2 separate regions of the Mus musculus genome follow, and region 2 is linked to region 1. Evidence: chromatin contacts called from public HiChIP or PLAC-seq data. All regions are on one chromosome and are shown on one strand. The core of a region is the stretch at or near the end of the contact, and the rest is flanking DNA. Distances in the headings are between cores, read along the strand shown.

Region 1 (5,366 bases), core at 2,375-4,874:
AATAGCAGCAACAACAAACAAAAGAAAAAAAGAACACAACCTTCTTTATCCAGTGCACATATGAAAAGCACTTGAACATAAATTAAAAATACATTGTTTCGCATTTATTTTATGAGTGTTTTGCCCACATGTATGTATGCACACTACGTGAATACCCAGTGCCCATGGAGGTCAGAAGAGGGCAACAGATCCCCTGGAAGTGGAGTTATGGATTGCTGAGAACCTATGTGTGTTTGGGAAACTGAATCTGGGTCCTCTGTAAGAGTAACAAGTGTTTCTAACCACCAAGTCACCTCTCTGTACCACTCTGTAATTAATTAATAATGAACACTGAGTCAGATATGGAAGCTCATATCTGCAACCCTTACAGTGGAGCTCAGGGGAGCTGGATCCCCTTGGCTGAGGTCAGTCTAAGCTGTTATGATTTCCAGGCTCTCGGCTGCAGAGGGAGACTTTATCTAAACACACGAGGCAGCTGGTGTACACATTTAACCTCAGCAAGTTCAAGACCAGCCTCAGCTACACTGTGTGAGGCCAGCCTGAGTTATGTGAGACCCTGCCTCAAAAAAAAAAAAAAATTCAACTGGGGCTGGAGAGATGGCTCAGTGGTTAAGAGCATTGACTGCTCTTTCAGAGGTCCTGAGTTCATTCCCAGCAGCGACATGGTGGCTCAAAACCTATAATGGGATCCGATGCCCTCTTCTGGTGTGTCTGAAGACAATGACAGTGTCCTTACATATATAAAATAAGTAAACCTAAAAACAACAACAAAAAACCCCGACCAACCAGTCAAACCAAACCAAGCAACCAGTAGCAAATGTTCCAGCCCTAGTGTGCAACCTGCAGAATTCTATCCCTGCTAAAGTGGGTTCCAGTGATGAACCCACCATTCTGCCTATACAAATGTTCCACAAAGCAAACTCTTCCATTATTCCCATTTGACAATGGAAGACGCTGAAGCAAAGAACAGGATCAGAACTCACCAAGGACTTGAACTGCTGCATGGAGGAAAGAGTGTTGTAGGAACGTGGTGGGTGGCTCTGCTCTGGGCACCTGCTGGCACACCGGCGGCTAGACCTGTAAGGCACAGGCTGTCACTGTCAGCTGGTTTGGCACTGGTGGAGCCAAACGGAAAGGTTAGGAACAGCTGCACAGCCACCTGGCGTCCTGACACAGACTTGGGTCTGCTTTGGCTCCTTTCCTTCTTTCTGTGTTTCCTGTGGGTTTTTTTTTTTTTTTTTCTTTTGGTGGCGGTGGGGGGGTTGGTTTGAGGACAACAAGGTCTCACCATATAGCCTTGGCAGGTCATGGAAAACTGCTTGCTTCCACCTCTAAGTGTGGAGACCAAAGGTGTACGCTGCCACAGTCTGCTCCTCACCCCACTTTCAGTTTGTGTGTCTGCTCTTTGAGATGGGCGGCTCCCTGCCAGGGAGCAAACGAAACCTCTTTCCCGTCGTCGCTGTTCTCTCTCATTGCTTACCTAACGCAATCTCTGCACTGTCCCATCTAGTGTCTACAGCCACCCGGGACTGATAAAGTTAAAATGAATTAAAATCCAGCTGAGGAGATGACTCGGTGGGCAAGAATGCTTGTGGTGTAACCTGCAACCGTGCACACTACACGGAGGCTGAGATGGCAAGATCCAGACTCAGGGAGAAACCTGGCCTCAAGGGAATGAGAAAGAGTGCTAGAGGACACCTAATGCCCTCTTACCTGTACATGTGCACGTGTGTGCATCTGCACACTCACATGCATGGGCATGCACACTCACCAGAGTAAATAAAGCCCAAGTACCTAGTTCTTCAGTGCTACAGGCCACTCAGGGCTAAACCAGGAAATACAGACTAGGATACTGCCATCACAGAAAGTCCTAGTGGGTAGGGTCTACCCACAGCACACTGTAGAGGGAGCCTAGGAGGGCATCCTCACTTTCTGTCTAACTGTGCCTTTGCTGGGCCAATGAAGAGAGTCAGAGCCTGGAGCCTGAGAGCCAAGATGCTTTAAGGCTGTACAGCAAGGCTTTCATGTATGGGGAATTCCACGGTGCTACCGTGTGAGAGGGCCACTGCTGCTATACAGGATGCTAAGCTCCCGGCTACTGTCCACAAGAGGTGTGTCCAGGAACCTTCCGCACTAGTTTCACAGTGAACCGATTGATCTGATTGTGTAGCTGGCACTAGAGACATGTGCCAAGATGTCTTCAATGAGAAAGAAGAAAGCACTGTGGAAGAGGGGTGTAGCTCAGTTGGTAGAATGCCTACCGACCTAGCATGCACAAAGCCCTGGGGTTGACCCCTGGAATCACATAATCCAGGCATGCCACCACTTACTCAGGAGGTGGAGGTAGGAAGGTCAGAAGTTCAAGGTCATCTTCTACTACTTAGCAAGTTCAAGGCCAGCCAGGGAGCCAGACACATGCAAACCTGTCTTAAAAAAAGAGAAAGGGGGAAAAAAAAAAGCATTCTTGAGGAATGTTTTCATTTCTTCAGTGTTATTCTTTTATAGGCTAAGCACAATTGGTTAACAGTATTCACAGTTAACTAACTTAATTCTAAGCATTCCATTTTCACTTTGCTACCGGATATTAAATCCCACGCGGGCATTACTGTTTCTGCTACATACTTTTACACTTCATTACATATGTTTGTGATCTACTTCGTTCTTCATGTGGAAAACATTTAGAAACTGGAGTATCATTTTGTCACCTGACAACTCACATTACATGGTTTTTACTTAATTATATGCCATTCACGGGGGTGGGGGTAAGTGTTCCTGCTGTGTGCGGTGGCAGATGCACTCCGGAAGCCAGACAGGCATCTGGGTGCCAGGCCAGCAAGGGAGAGCCTGTCTCAAAAACAAAATAAAGCACGCGTTCAACAACGCTGCTGTCTGGGTGCCTGCCCTATGGGGCCTTGTGGGACAGACTGACTGGAGGGACAGCTGCCACCTCCCACCCAATCCCCGACCCAGCACTCAAGGTCCCAGACTGGTTCACATGCAGGCAGGGAAACCTCCCGACAGCTCCGAAACTGTTCCATGCTGGTCCTTTAGATTTCTGAGTAGGAACAAGGCCATTTGCTCGCACCCCAGGCGCATCTCTACCGATCCTTAGTGTGCAGAATGCTTCTTTACCTCATCTTTAAAAGAATGCCTCTACAAAGCCGCGGAGGCGGGGACTCAGGAAGACTCAACTGCCCATAGTTAGGCGACACACTGCGGCGCCTGCATCTTAACAGGTGAGCCTCTACCCTAGTAGCGCATCCATAAAGGCTTTCCAAAAGAGCTGGGCAAGGGGACGTTTCTGCCATTGTTTTCTGTTCATGGTCTCACTATGTGGCCTAGGCGGGCCTCGAACTCCTAGAAATCCACCTGTCTCATCTGGGAAGCTGCGCTTACAAGCGTGCGCCATCACGCTCAAGCTAAGGCGAGAGCGAGTCTTTCAGAAACCAACTTTACGGCGATCAGGCCGGACGGGCTCTCCTCATTAGAGCCACCGCACACAGAGAGAGATCCCGCCCAGTCATCCCGCCCGCCGCCTGCCGCCGGAGAACGCACACCCGTGCAATGCCGCCCGCACCCACCCGCTCCCGACAGCTCCCACCTCCGCTCGCTCGACTGGTTCCGGGTCGGGCTCTGGCCGCGCACGCGCAGTGCAGCAGCAAACCGGAAGGCGAGGCACCGCCCCCCGAATCCCGTGGTCTCTGTGGCTCCAAAGCCAAAGTCTGGGCACCAAGGAAGCTGAGCAGAAGGATCGCCGTGAATTCCTGCCCAGCCTGAGACACACAGTGATCCTGTCTCACAAAACCAGGAAAAAGCCAGGTGCCGGGTCGCACGCTTTTAATTCCAGTCTCGGGAAAAAGAGGCCGGGAATGTCTGAGAGTCACATAGGTTTGTACAGTGCGCCTCCGTCTAACCAACCAACCAAACAAGGGTGAAAATGATAGGGTGTTTAAAAACTGTACTTCGTTCACAAATAACAAGACAGACGTAACATGCTCAATAAACAGAAATGAGGTAATGGCTAAAAAAGTGTTTTAATGGAAATGGAAAGTCTTCCTCTTTTTACAAGTTTGAACGGACACTCAGTCACTGAAGCCCACGTCTGAGAACAGGTACAACAGGAAAGGAAAACACCTCCTTTCTGGGCCAGGCCTGTGTCTGCCCAGTGCCTCTGCGGACATCTCCCATCTCCCACTGTGCTATATGCTAAGTCTGCAGAGATGTCCATCCACCCATAGCCCCTGACAAGCGCAGCGCGTAGTGGTCAGCACATCTGAAAACCCCAGTCCTCAGTGGTCAAGTTCACCAAGTATTGAACGGATGCTGGGAAACAGGAGGAAGAATGAGCAGCGATTTCCAAATCTCCCTTTGCATCTTTTCTGGCCTTCAGTAGGAGGAACCATTGAAAACAAAACACAGTCAACCACACCTGCACGAAGGGTTCATTTCAGCCTAGGACTTTTCAAACATTCATGTTACAGAAGAAAAGCTATAATACAGGCAATGAAAAAGACTGGCATCACTTTCCCCCACAAAATTACATAAAAATCAATAAAACATTAAATAAACAATATTAATCATTAAATATATTAACACCAAAATCAGGTATAAATTAGGAAATAAATGTACAAACTATTTCACAAAGTGCTTTTAAAAATATATACACAACATTCAAGAAATTCTTAATGTAAGACATTTCAAATTGAACTTTTGGGGTGATACATATTTTAAGTGTTCTTTTCTTTCAAAAAGTATTAACACACACTAACACAGCACTTTACATATACACACACACATACACACTAATACAGCACTTTAACATACACACATATATATACACACATACACACACATACATACACACACACACACACACACACACGTACACACTTGCACATGTATGCATACATAAAAGGCATATTCCCAGATTGGCAAGGAATAAAAACCATTTCACAGTTACTTAAAATGTTTCGACATTTTCAATGGGATATTTAGCCCCCAAGTGAGCTTGTAGGCTAGTTTTATAAAAATTGCCAGAAAGGGAAGGAGCTAAAGAGATGATGAGTCCCTAAAATCAAGTTGCTAATACTTCTGCCATGTAGCGATCAGAAACTTGTTTCTGTAAAGTTAAAGCCGTCATGTAGTCAGCCCTTGCCTGTGTGTTTCCTAAACCCTGTGCCTATGAGACACATATGCCCATGGTTGTTGATAATGGTCCCAAGGAGAGGGAGAATGTCCTAGAGTAAGACGGCAGCCGACACAGACAAGTCCTTTGATCCGGCCCTTGATTCTCCTGTAAGTAAATGGAGCTTGCACTGTAAGTTCCAGCAAGACTGTCAAGATTAATTCAAGCAAACTCCACAAAG
Region 2 (5,875 bases), core at 646-3,145, 1.5 Mb before region 1:
TGGCCAATGATCTGTGCAAAGATTTATAACATCCCCATATGCACAGATATAATTACCCAAGTGCATAAATACAATACATAATCACTAACACTAGACATGACATAACCCATGGTGCACATAAGTGCATTGCAAAATGTCTTGACACTTAGATACACACATAAAGAAAAATTGCAGGGAGGTGGGGCTAGAGAGAGAGAGAACACAGTTGCTGTTCTTGCAGAATTGAGTTTCCAGCACCCTCTTCAGGCAGTTCACAGCTTCAGGGAATGTAGTGCCCTCACCTACATCATGATGCCCATATATGACTACCACCTGATAACACATGGTCACTTAGACATGTAATAACCTATGGGCATTGGTATATCACACTTGTGAAAACTCAGACTTACACAGGGAAAGTTGAACACACCTTTGTGTGCACACTGATCCCCACCAACAGTCTGATGTTCCACATCCTGGGAGACTCACAAAAGGTAAAAGACGTCTTTAATCCCAGCATATGGGAGGCAGAGACGGGCAGATCTCTGAGTTTGATGCTGGCCTGGTCTACAAAGGGCTACATAGTGAAAAGTTGTTTTAGAAAAAACAGTGGGGGGGGGGGGCTGGAGAGATGGCTCAGTGGTTAAGAGCGCAGACTGCTCTTCCAGAGGTCCTCAGTTCAATTCCCAGCAACCACATAGTGGCTCACAACCATGTGTAATGGGATCTGATGCCCTCTTCTGATGTGTCTGAAGACAGCTACAGTGTACTCACATACATAACATAAATAAATCTTAAAAAAAAAAAAAAACAGTGGGCATGGCTGAGAACATGTAACAGTATTATGACTCAAATGAAAGCTGAATTTTTCCCTTCCCTATTGAGTGCTCCTGTGGAGCCCCAGGCTTTGCATTCTACCTCCTTATCAGCCAGTTGGCCCTTCCTAGTCTGTCAAAAGGGTGTTTATTTCTCTGCCTCATTTATTTCCCCTTCCTAGTCTGTCAAAAGGGTGTTTATTTCTCTGCCTCATTTATTTCCAAGTTGTGTGGGCTGTGCTGTCATCCTCCCACCCACCCCCTAGATCTTACACTAGCAGCCCAGGCTCGGGGCCAGAGAAGTTAGATACTTACTGGCTGTTGGTCTAGGACCACACTGTTCACAAAGAAGGGAGAAGTTGATTCAATAGCCAGTGACCGCAATAAGGCCTATCGGTCTTCGTGTCTAGATTAAGGTGGCCTAAGGGACAGATAGAGGCTGAGGTGCCCCCTGACAGCCTACAGATGTCCTATAACCCTTCATAGGATCTACTTCAGCCAGCGCAACCACACCGGTTGCTTAATCCGTCAGGCAGGATTTGCGGTAGTGTCCAGAGTTCCTGACGTGCCTCAGTTTACTGGACTGTCCACAAAGCGACTCTTGCCCAAGGCACGCGTGACCGATCGCTCGGCCCTGGAGGCCAGGACCACCTGGGCCACGGACCGCACTGCCCGGAGCGGCGGAACGGCCCCACCGGCCCCTTCCCCGCAGCGGCGGCCGCGTGAATACCGCGAGAGTTCGCCCCCCTCCCCCCCGCAGTAAAACTGTCAAAGGTAGGAGGGGCGGGAGCGCGCATGTGCGCAGCACGGCGCGGAGTGTGCGCCGCCCGGACCCCGCGCCCCGCGCCCCGCGCCCCGGCCCGGCTCTGGCTCCGGCCTGGCCCGGCCGCACCCCTTGGGCGCTGCAGGTAAGCGCCGGCCCTGCCCGCTTTACCGCGGCCCCGGCGCCACACGCGCCCCGCACCAGCCCTGTGCCCAGCCCGCCTCCCCGCCGCGCCCGGACCCGCGCCGCGCCCCGCTCCCCGCGTCGGCGCCGTCCTCCCGCCTCCTCCTCCAGAAAAAGTCGCCATTTTGGTTCACTGCCTTCGCCCCCCCGCGGTCGGCGCTTCCGGGCCAGGCTGCAGCCCGCGTCCGGCCTCAGGTGACAGGTGGGTGGCCACGGGCCTCCAGGTGCGCCTCTTGGCTGCGCTCGTCCGGGGCCGGGCGGAGTGGCCTGCGTCCGCGGCAGCGCCCTCCTCCCTGGAGGCTACAAGGGAGATCGCAGGGACCCCAGGTGGAGGAGGGGTTTTCTTCCTACTCCGGCGGCCAGGCCTTACCCCTAACTCTGAAAGACTAGAAGGTTGCAGCAGGCCGTATAACCCGGACCTCAAATGTAATCGGGGTTCTGGATAACTCATTTCCTTATGAAGCTGCAAAACGAGGACATCCAGAGAACTTTAGTTGACTTCAGACCCCCCCTCCCCTCCCCTCCCCTCCCCTAGGCCCAGGATGGGGGTGTTGTCCTTGGCAATGAACGGTGATTGACCTTAGACCTCCTGGATAACGCAGCCCCTACACATCCCCTCTGATTTGAGTTGATCAAAAACTGTTAGGAGAGGACTCACCTGCTTGAACCTTGCTCTTTGGTACCGCCCCCTTCTGTGGCTTTGGGTGCCTCTGCGAGGCCTCACCATTCTATGCTTAGAGCCTTCCTCGGTTTTCAGGGTATGTGATGCTGCAAGCAGAACAGTCCCCAGAGGCCCAACCCCAGGGCAGCAGCATGCATACTCTATAGCCTCTGCTTGCCAGTATTGACTATAACTTGTTTAGCTGAAGTGGCTTCCTAGGCAGGGAACCTAGAAGCTATTGAAAATAAGAAGAAATGGTGGCTGCCTAGGCTGTGGTGGCTGAGGGTCTGATGTGGTGTATTCATCTGGGTGGAGGGGCCCTGTCTGCACAGAAGGCTGAGAAGGCAGGCAGGTAGGATAGCTCAGCATGGGACTAAAGTGTATTTCTAGTGGATCTTCACTTTACCAACCAGAGGGATGAGTGCATGTGGTGGGGACATGGGCCTTCAGGACCCATATTGGCTTCTTTGCCTAGAGAGAGGTCTTCAAGGGCTCTTATCTGAGTAGGTTAGTATTGTGTATCTAGATGGCAGGGGCCAGGACTCTGAGGAGAAGCTATCCCTGAGGTGTGGTGATGTGGCTGCCTGTGAGCCAGCAACCATTACTAGTGTTAATTGTCCCCTATGAGGAATATTATCAGTCTTCTTCAATTGCGTGGACCCTCTGAAGACAGGCTGATCCTCAGCAGCCTTTGGTCTTTGTGTGTCTAGATGAGGGTGTAGGTGAGGGTGTCAAATGTAGTAAGAGTCTTGGCTCTTTCTACACTTCTCATGTCTTCTGGGTTATTTAGAAAGACCTTGTCTGGGCAAACCCCCTTCTCTAAGTTAGAAGCTTCCATTACTTGCTTTTTGATGTGATCAATATAGGAGGTCAGGGCTAGAGAGACATATTGAGGGCCTCTAGGATAGCCCCAGTGAAAGTCCTGGGTTGAGCCTGTTCGTCTCATAGGTCTGTGTACTTACTCTGCAGAGATGACTGAATCCTTTTGTGTTGGAGGAGGCCGTCGGCTTCAAGGATCCAGCAAAAGTGGACCTGGAAAGGGAGGCAGCCGGAAGGAGGCCCAACTTCCCTTGTTGCAGGACCCACCAAAGCTAGGTGAGGAGCTAAGGCAGAAATCAGTTCTAGAGGATACAGATAGCCAGTGGTAGAGTTACCTCCTTGGGTATCCTGAGGACCTTTGTGGGGTGGAGATTGTCAGCCTTATTGTAGCCATGCTCTTGTCCTGGGTTAACTCCAGCCACTGGGCCTTTATCTGGGTGAGCCAAGACTCAGTCTGGGCCACCGCCCTTGGGGGTCGGTGATATTGGGCAACCACTGAGCCTTACTGTCTCCTGTACTATAGGGATGCCAGTGGTCCACAGTGGACATACAGTGCCTAGCCAGGCCCCACTCTGCTTTGACCCTGGAAACTCAGCCAGTGACAAGACAGAAGGGAAGAAAAAAGGGAGGCCGAAAGCCGAGAACCAAGCTCTCCGAGATATTCCTGTGAGCTCCCTGAGGGTTAGAGTGGGGTCCATTCAATTTAGTCTGTGAAGGCCACTTCCATGCCCTTACCAGCCCTCCATATATCCTGTGCCAGTTTGTTTGAGCATGTACCCTAGGGCCCTTGTGTCTGTTACAAAGTCCCAGTGGGCTGTGAGTAGTCATCAGCATAGGTCTGCAGCATGGCTTGAATTCCTGGTCTGCTCTTGAGGTTGAAGGGCTTATTTGGCTTGGGGGAACTTTAAGTCTGGGTAGCTACAGGTCAGCAGCTTGGCCTTTTCCTCTGCCCAGCTCTCTCTGATGAACCAGTGGAAAGATGAATTCAAGGCACACTCAAGGGTGAAGTGTCCAAACTCAGGGTGCTGGCTAGAGTTCCCCAGCATCTATGGGCTCAAGTACCACTATCAGCGGTGCCAAGGGGTAAGGGGCTGTGGGCCAGGGAAGAGGAGGCCTGGGGGTGCATCTGGGCAGAGGCCCCCGGGGCCCCATCCCACACCTGCCCTCCCTGCCCAGGGTGCTATCTCAGATAGGCTGGCCTTCCCTTGCCCCTTCTGCGAGGCCGCATTCACTTCCAAGACCCAGCTGGAGAAGCACCGGATATGGAATCACATGGACCACCCCCTACCTGCCCCCAAGCCTGGCCCAGTCAGCCGGCCGGTCACCATCAGCCGGCCTGTTGGGGTCAGCAAGCCCATCGGAGTGAGCAAACCTGTTACTGTTGGCAAACCAGTGGGTGTCAGCAAGCCCATTGGCATCAGTAAGCCAGTCACAGTCAGTAGGCCTATACCAGTCACCAAACCTGTCACAGTCAGTAGGCCCATGCAAGTCTCTAGGCCTGTGCCAGTCACCAAGCCCATCCCAATTACCAAACCTGTGCCACTCACCAAACATATGCCAGTTACCAAGCTTGTGACAGTTTCAAAACCTGTGCCACTCACCAAGCCAGTACCAGTCAGCAGGCCCATTGTGGTCAGCAAGCCTGTGCCGGTCAGCAGGCCCATCGCCATCAGCAGACACATACCACCCTGCAAAATGGTGTTGCTGTCCAAATCTGAGAACAAAACACTTCGTGCTACAGGCAAGAACAGCAATAAGAAAAGGTATGGGAGGTCATTTGAGGTGGTTGTCAGCTGTGCCAGGAGCGGGTGAGGTTTGCCTGGATCTCACCTTGCCTGCCACTTGCAGGGCTGCAGACAGTTTGGACACCTGCCCCATCCTGTCCAAGCAGGCAAGGCCAGAGAATGGAGCATACGGCCCATCCAGCATGGACCAGAGTGTGACCTTCCCACTGAGTACAGATCCTAGCGGCAGCAGGCCCCTGATGGGCAAAGAGGCACTGCGGCCTATAGGCCCAGTGTCCCAGCCCGAGGAAGACCCTGAGCGCACAAAGCACAGTAAGATAAGAGGCCCCGGGGAGACTGGCCATGATAGGCTCTGGCCTTTCAATGACTGTGTGACCAGGGTCTTGGCACTCATTTTCTCTCCCCTGAGTCAGGAAGGAAACAGAAAACACCGAAGAAATTCACAGGGGAGCAACCATCTATCTCAGGGACCTTTGGGCTCAAAGGTAAGACCCCAGCTAGCTGAACACTTCTAGAACTGAGGGTATCAATCAAGGGTATCAATCAGTAGTTGGCCCATATATCTTATCCATCCTGTGTATGCACACAGGCCTGGCCAAAGCTGAAGACAAGGCTCGAGTTCATCGCTCCAAGAAGCAAGAGGGATCAGGCTCTGAGGAAGTGCGGAAGAAGGTGCTGGCCACCCCTGTCACTGTCAGCAAGGAGGCACCAACTCCTGTGGCTCACCCAGCCCCAGGTGGGGGCTGCCTGGCAGGACCCAGGACAGGTCTCCATGGTGGGCTGGATCCTGTAGCAAAGGCATCGGGGATGCCCCTGGGGTCCAGGGCATTCAGGAGCCCCACAAGCCTGAGGCCTGGCCCTGCTTCACAGGTGGCCCGGAGGAGCAGTGGCAGCGAGCCATCCATGAACG

What was found. HiChIP or PLAC-seq counts read pairs in DNA pulled down with a chosen protein or histone mark.
Region 2: a contact with region 1 is called in a FOXA1 HiChIP or PLAC-seq map of pancreatic cancer cells. The contact joins the promoter of Zfp512b here to the promoter of Mtg2 in region 1. A contact is called at or near these places in 1 of 39 promoter capture datasets (pre-B cells) and 3 of 115 datasets of contacts at active chromatin or transcription factors (astrocytes, embryonic stem cells and pancreatic cancer cells).

What each region holds. Positions count from the first base shown.
Region 1 is chr2:180,068,851-180,074,216 of GRCm38.p6, reverse strand. It overlaps Mtg2 (mitochondrial ribosome associated GTPase 2), which reads right to left and starts at 3,624. Exons shown (of 10, transcript NM_181424.3): 1 at 3,602-3,624; 2 at 2,331-2,423; 3 at 984-1,077. Ss18l1 (SS18, nBAF chromatin remodeling complex subunit like 1) reads right to left here. Exons shown (of 11, transcript NM_178750.5): 11 at 4,016-5,366.
Region 2 is chr2:181,588,481-181,594,355 of GRCm38.p6, reverse strand. It overlaps Zfp512b (zinc finger protein 512B), which reads left to right and starts at 1,895. Exons shown (of 17, transcript NM_001164597.1): 1 at 1,895-1,935; 2 at 3,371-3,496; 3 at 3,744-3,886; 4 at 4,175-4,303; 5 at 4,397-4,983; 6 at 5,069-5,277; 7 at 5,379-5,450; 8 at 5,555-5,701; 9 at 5,836-5,875. The coding sequence starts at 3,373.